Regions from separate parts of the Mus musculus genome. Here region 1 is linked to region 2. The links are chromatin contacts, called in public HiChIP or PLAC-seq maps. All regions are on one chromosome and are shown on one strand. The core of a region is the stretch at or near the end of the contact, and the rest is flanking DNA. Distances in the headings are between cores, read along the strand shown.

Evidence for each region. HiChIP or PLAC-seq counts read pairs in DNA pulled down with a chosen protein or histone mark.
Region 1: an H3K27ac HiChIP or PLAC-seq map of microglia shows a contact between it and region 2, with 5 times the contacts expected there. The contact joins the enhancer-like site here to the promoter of Atp6ap2 in region 2. A contact is called at or near these places in 2 of 39 promoter capture datasets (embryonic stem cells and liver), 2 of 484 Hi-C or Micro-C datasets (CD8 T cells and embryonic stem cells), 8 of 115 datasets of contacts at active chromatin or transcription factors (effector CD8 T cells, embryonic stem cells, epiblast stem cells and 3 more) and 2 of 9 other capture datasets (adipose tissue and liver).

What each region holds. Positions count from the first base shown.
Region 1 is chrX:12,830,925-12,834,295 of GRCm38.p6, reverse strand. No RefSeq gene overlaps it. Among named protein-coding and RNA genes, the nearest start is that of Gm14634, 70 kb to the right of the region's middle. Within about 2 kb of position 1,390, at least 23 of the 459 cell types and tissues checked have an H3K27ac peak or open chromatin away from gene starts, as enhancers often do. A contact at or near this core is called in microglia, where this site is marked.
Region 2 is chrX:12,586,267-12,589,929 of GRCm38.p6, reverse strand. It overlaps Atp6ap2 (ATPase, H+ transporting, lysosomal accessory protein 2), which reads right to left and starts at 2,171. Exons shown (of 9, transcript NM_027439.4): 1 at 1,995-2,171. The coding sequence starts at 2,034.

The sequences.
Region 1 (3,371 bases), core at 141-2,640, 250 kb before region 2:
TTAGTCATGGTGTCTGTTCACAGCAGTAAAACCTTCCTAAGACAATGAGGTTAATAAAGACATTTTAAGCCGGGCAGTGGTGGCACATGCCTTTAATCCCAGCACTTGGGAGGCAGAGGCAGGTGGATTTCTTAGTTTGAGGCCAGCCTGGTCTACAGAGTGAGTTCTAGGACAGCCAGGGCTACACAGAGAAACCCTGTCTCGAACACTCCCCTCCCCCCCCCAAAAAAAACCCCAAACCAAAAAACAAATAAAAAAAAAGACAGGCGGTGGTGACACACACCTTTAATCCCAGCACTTGGGAGGCAGAGACAGGCGGATTTCTGAGTTCGAGGCCAGCCTGGACTACAGAGTGAGTTTCAGGACAGCCAGGGCTATACAGAGAAACCCTGTCTCAAAAAAAAAAAAAAAAAAAAAAAAAAAGACATTTTTATATAGGTTTTAAGCACACATATTAACAAAGAAGATTTTTGTTTTGTTTTGTTTTTTGTTTTGTTTTTTGAGACAGGGTTTCTCTGTATAGCCCTGGCTGTCCTGGAACTCACTTTGTAGACCAGGCTGGCCTAAGATTTTTTTAAAGGTTTATTTGTTATGTATTATATGTAAGAGTACTTTCTCTGCATGCCCACATTGGATCCTGTTATTGATGGTTGTGAGGCATCATGAGGTTGCTAGGAATTGAACTTAGGACCTCTGGAAGAGCAGAGCAGTCAGTACTCTTAAGACCAAGCCATCTCTCCAGCCCCAAGAAAGAAGATTTTAAGCACCCAGAGTAAAGGGCAAAAGAGACAATCAAGAGAAGACCAAGACATACTCACGTGTGGGCATGGGCTTCTCAAGACAGAGTCACCTATTTTTACTTGGGATTGGAGAGAGAGGCAGTCAGTGCCAGCTACTCTGTTTTAGGAGTTCTGAAATCTGCCAAAAAAAACCAACCAAACAAACAAACAAACAAACAAGACTGGGTGGTCTCCTAACCCTCCAAGCTTTAAAAGGCCACACCAGTGGTGGAACACAGCTGTCTCATCTCTGAAAAGAAATGGACAAAGTGACAGGTGAGGCAGAAAAATGTAGGTTGTCAGAAGGCAATTTAAGTTATAGTTATGGAAGGGCCAGGAGTTCTTCTAGCCATAAGCTAAGCGGCATGATACTACAGGGGGTTGCTTTTAAAGAGTGACCAAGCATGCCGGGGAGAAGGCTCAGCAGGGACAAGCACTTGTAAGCCATATGTTCTAGTGTTCCGGTTTGCCTTCTGTTGCTGTGATAAATACTATGACCAAACAAACAACTCAGAGGAGGAAAGGCTTTCTTTAAGCTCTAGGTCCCCCAGTCTGTCCTTGAGGGAAGACAGGGCAGGAAGTTAAGCAAGAAACTGAAGCAGAAACTGTGGAGGAACATCACTTCCTCCCTTACTCTCTGGCTTAAACTCAGCTAGCTTTCTTATGGAGCCCCAACTCAGCTGCCTAGAGATAGGATTGCTCACAGTGGGCTGGGCTCTCCAGTAATGATCATCAGTCCCAGTCATTTCTCAGCCAAGACTCCTTCAGATGACTGTAAGCTGGTCAAATTGAACACTGTACAAAACTGATACTTGAGTTTGATCCCCAGAACGTAAGGGGGAAGGAACTTGTATGTGGATTCATGCAGCAAGGCTTCCGTAATAAGCCAGAAAATTTCCCAAAGGTCTCCAAGTTCCCTGCCATTTGCTACCAGTGGGCAAATCATTCAATGTCCAAAGCCTTCACTATGTGGTGGATGATTCTTAGTAGAGCAATTTTATAAAAGTCTCATCAATGTTGATGATCGTCAGACTATCACAGCACTGGTGTAGCCTGTGGCTAAGGGTCATGCTTTGTACATGGAATACCCCGGCCAGAGCCTCTAGTCTTCCTCATCCTATATACTTGTCTGAATTAGGGTTTTATTGCTGTGAACAGACACCATGACCAAGTCAACTTATAAAGGACAACATTTAATTGGGGCTGGCTTACAGGTTCAGAGGTTCTGTCCATTATCATCAAGGTGGTAACATGACAGCATCCAGTCAGACTTGGGGCTAGAGGAGCTGAGAGTTCCACCTCTTGTTCCAAAGGCAGCTAGGAAAAGAATGGCTTCCATGCAGCTAGGATGAGGGTCTTAAATCTCATGCCCACAGTGACACACTTCCCCAACAAGGCCACACCTCCTAATAGTGCCATTCCCATCACAATACTGTAGCTCCTTCCTAAGATTCTGAGGCCACCTAAGGTTAGTGAGGGCAGAATTGTGTACCGGGGGGGGGGGGGGGAATGACCAGATACTCAGTTCCCAATGACCGTCTACACCCGTCCTTCTCCGAAAGCTAATAGCCCACAGACCAGATTCAGGGGTCGCCTGCAGGTAGGCACAGCTCATCTTATGGACATGTTGACTGTTTGGCTTGGAGGATAGTCCTGTACAACAATTCCCTAAGAAGAAAGAGAGCTGTACCCTGTATTGAATTCTGTGGGTACTGGAGAATGTCTGTGCTTCATTCAGACATAGTACTTGGTCTTTTGAATCAGTTCATGTCTTGAAGCAGTATCCTTTGAGTGGGACTTCTACCAACATCTGTGTTGGAAGCTGTCTGGCAAGCTGCGGTGTACATGTCACTGTTAGGGTCCTGTAACTTCATGATCTCTAGGGGTGATTTGATGGCTTGAAGACTCTGGCAAGAGCTTGGGATACAGCTCAGTAGTAGAGTGATTGCTGAGCATGTGTGATCCCTAGTACTGGAAGATACTGGCAAAGGCAGGGAGCTTCCGCCAAAAATGCCCCTTGGCATTTGGTATGAGTTTCCTTCCTGACAATGGCTACCAGAAAAAAAGCCTTTGGAAGAATACCTCAGCCTGTTCCTGGGTTCTGGTTGAAAAGGAGCGCCTACCCTATCACTGCAAACAACAGTAACAAAAGCCGATCATTTAATTCATAGAGGTCCTGGGCCTGTCTAGAGTGTTTTCCCCATTTGCAAGTGTGCTGATTTTCATGGGAATGGCCTCCATGGGCTCATTTATTGGAATCCTTGACCCCCCCAGTTCGTGGAATGGTTTGGGAAGGATCAGGAAGGATGGCCTTGGGAGGAGATGTATCATTGGGAGCAGGCTCTGAGGCTCCAGGTCTCTTTCCATGCGCACTGTGTTCTCCCCTCCTTCCCCTTCCCCTCTCTTTGTATGTATGTGTATGTCTCCTGCTAGTGGATCAAGATGTGCACTCTCAGCTACTGCTCCAAAACCATGCCTGCCTGCATGCTGCTCTGCTCCCCACTGTGATAGTCACGGACTCTAACCCTTTATAACCGTGAGCCTCAAATTAAACAATTTCTCTTCTAAGTTGCCTTGGTCATTGTCTTAGTT
Region 2 (3,663 bases), core at 922-3,421:
GTTATATGAACTAAACCACTTTAGCAAGGCTAGCATGTCCGGACCATGGAGAGAAATAATTATTTTACCTTAGACAAAAACCAAACCAAAAACCAAGACCTCCCTGACTCAAAATGTCATAGAGCTGAACACAGTGGTACTCATAAGGTAGAGACAGGCAGATCTCTCTGAGGTCAGGGACATCTAGGTCTTCATAAGATGGCAGGCAGGATACAGATGTCCAGCTGAACTACAGTGTCAATGGAAAGGTTTCGTTTTTAACTTTTAAACCAAATTAAAACAAAAGAATTCTCCCAATGTGTGTGTGTGTGTACACGGACACATGGATGTATGTGCAAGCATGTGGAATCTGAGGTCAACCTGCAGCGTCTTGCCTCAGGAACTGTCCACCCTGTCTCTCATTGGAATGTGAAACTTACCCATTAGGCTACAGTGGCCAGCAAGGAACTTGTAGGGATCCACCCACCTCCACCTCCCCAGCCCTGAGATTATCAGCACACACGGGTGCTTATTTATACAGGTGCTGGGGTTTAAACTCATGCCCTCATGCTTTTGTGGCAAGCAGTTACCAAAGTACCTTGAAAAATCCCCAAAGTATCTTGATTAAATCAGAATGGCCTTTCCAGAACCAACAACAATGAAGGAGACCCTAACACTTTGGAGGCCTGAAATATATGTTAACTATTAACACAGAGGGCTGGGCACCTCCAGGGCAGAGAAGAGGTTTGGTGCTCAAAACCATTACTAGGTCTTTTTCACTTCAACTGCCATTCCAAAAGTAGGACCAGCATCTCACACAGCACAGGCACAAGGTATCTCTTTGACACAAAACACCCATTCCTCCCCAAGGTGCTCTCCAGTTGATTTTTTTTTTTTTGAGACAGGGTTTCTCTGTGTAGCCCTGGCTGTCCTGGAACTCACTCTGTAGACCAGGCTGGCCTCGAACTCAAGAGATCCACCTGCTTCTGCCTCCCAAGTATTGGGATTAAAAGCATGCACCGCCATGCCTGGCTTCACTTGACTTATTGTATCTTATTGTCTGCAAGCTCAGCGTCTGTCCCACTACTCCCACGTTGCCACACAGCACTCCCTGTGCCACACACACAGAGTGGAAAGGCATCCATCCCCTTCTTGGAAGTCAACTGATCTGTCTGTCTTCAAACCCAGCTTTGATACATATTCCCCTTGTCATGCCCAGCTTTGATACATATTCCCCTTGTCATACCCAGCTTGATTCATACTCTGCAAAATGGGAATACTTTCTTCTAAGGATTACTGTAAACGAAATGCATTACTACATGATACTCAAGCCACAGGCCAAATATTAGCTCATTTCCATTCTTCTTATTCCATGTTAGAGAGCCTAGGTAGGTTCCACTAAGAAAGCTACCATTTATTTGACATGTGATCCTAAAAGCATGACTCATACCCTGCTCTCCAAATCCTTCAAATTGGGAACTGAAATCAATACTAAGAAATTGCGATCATCTTAAGAAATAATCATTATTTAAAAAACGATGACTCAACTTCACATCCTGATATGTATATATGAGGGAGGTAAGGGTTCACCCGTTGTCAATAACAACCATTAGAAATGAAGGTGGAAAAAAGACAGCAGCTAAAAAGCGGCAGCTAAATTGTTAGCTAACCTTTCCTTGGTAGTGGGTTGTGGTTCAACGGTGTATTAAGAAATGCAAACCCATCCTCCAAAGGGCCTTGAACAGGGAAGGAGTGATCAGACAAATGGGAGGACTGGGTCCTAAGCGGCTACGCGCCTTTACCCCCAAAGGCTGATGTCAGCTCCGGAGTCCCCCCAGGTGGCCCTGCTCGTCTCCAGAGACCACAAGGCCGCTCCGCCCGAGCCAGATCAAGGTCCAGAACCCCGAAGAGGGCCGCCAAGCCCAGACCGCCCCCACTGCGGCCCCCGCCAGCAGCCGCTCCCTCCCAGGGTCCCCGCGCCCCCTAGCTTCCCGCAGTGCTTCCCAGCTACTCACCCGCCACCAGAAAGAACAGGAGAACGACCAGCACAGCCATGGTGCCACGGTTGCTGAAGCGGAGATGAGCCACACGAAAAGGGACGCCGGGACTCAAGCGAGCACTGCAGCTCGACCGAGTGACGCGCTCCCGACGGTTCCGATCCCCAAGCCCCTCCCCTTTAGCCGCTCCAAGACAAGGTCTCAGCCAATCGCCAACTACGCCGCTACACGAGCGAGACGTAGCCTGGTCGACGTCAGCAATTGGGGCGGAGGCGAACGTGATGAATGGCATGCTCTGCCAATAGGAGTCAAGAGTTTTAAGAACAGGGCGGTTCTGTCCCGCCGGCCCACAACGACCGGTCACGAGATGAAGGGTAGGGCCCGCGGTTAGAGCAGGTGGCCCCACTGGTTGCAGGTTCTCGAAAGCCCACAGTGAGGCTTACTCCCGGGTGTGGACTCTTTGTCCAACCTCCGGTGACGATTTTCAACCCAGGCTTCGGTCTTTCCCGGTCTTGCACCTCCCGCCCGCTGCGACTGACAGATGGAAAGCGCTGGGCTAGCTCAGGTTTTGCTCTCTGGAGTACACAGACGCTGAGTACCTGAGGGAAGGAAGCCTGGCGCCTAGGGGAACCCCTGTCCATCTAGAAGAGATGCTACTTAAAATATAGGACTCCCGCTTGAATCTGAGTTGCAAAGAGTGATTTTTAGTGTGTCTAAAATATTTGTTTTACTTATTTTTATATATACGAAGTATCCATTGTCTGAAAGTGAAATATAACAGGGTATCCTGTTTTTTGATTTACTGTATTGAACAACTCTGCCTCCAAACACTGCGTACACAAGGAGTGATCCGATAGAATATTAATTATTTCGTTCTGAAATAATTAATATTTTCTAATCTGAATAAGGAGTTCAGGGAGGCTATGTGACGGCTAGACACACTAATTAGACCAAAATCATCCCTTGGCTCATAGCCTCTTACCTATGATGTAAGGCAAGAAGTGACATTGCCCATAATCTGTGGTTAGAAAACAACTTCTCAGTTGATGACCTTGAAAGATGAATATGATTTTAATATGTAAGTGGAGGATGTGGAAAGTGTAAAGAAAGAGTATAGCATATATGGTAGGGAAATGCCTCTTCCGATGAACTTTTAAATGTTTAGTTGGACAAAAGAGATTTTATAGGATAGAAGGATAGAGCTAAAATTTTAGTTCCTTCCTTCCTTCCTTCCTTCCTTCCTTCCTTCCTTCCTTCCTTTATCGTTTGGGGATGGAACTCCAGATCTGTGCACAATCTAGGCAAGTGCTCTACCACTGAGCCATACCTCAGGAAAATAATTTCTTTTAAAAGACCTTGACTTGTACACAGAAGAACTACAATTCATTAAGTACAAGTGGAGGAACCATTGGAAATGGCTGGACAGTGTTCAGTACACAGACGTAAGATAGGTGCCCTTGAGGGGAGATGGCTGTTTTATTCTTGGAACTGACTACGGGAGAACAAAGCGTTGCAGCACCTCCAGCAGTTAGTTCTCCAGGTGAAACTTAGCCAGCCCCAGAACTGGAATCAACCCCTGCCCCCTTACTCAGAAGGCAGTTTCTAGAAATCGCTATGTTTACCAAAGCCACTCAATTTATAAAGCATTCTGGACTTCCTCACTCAACCTCAGAAAGCTCTTAACTCT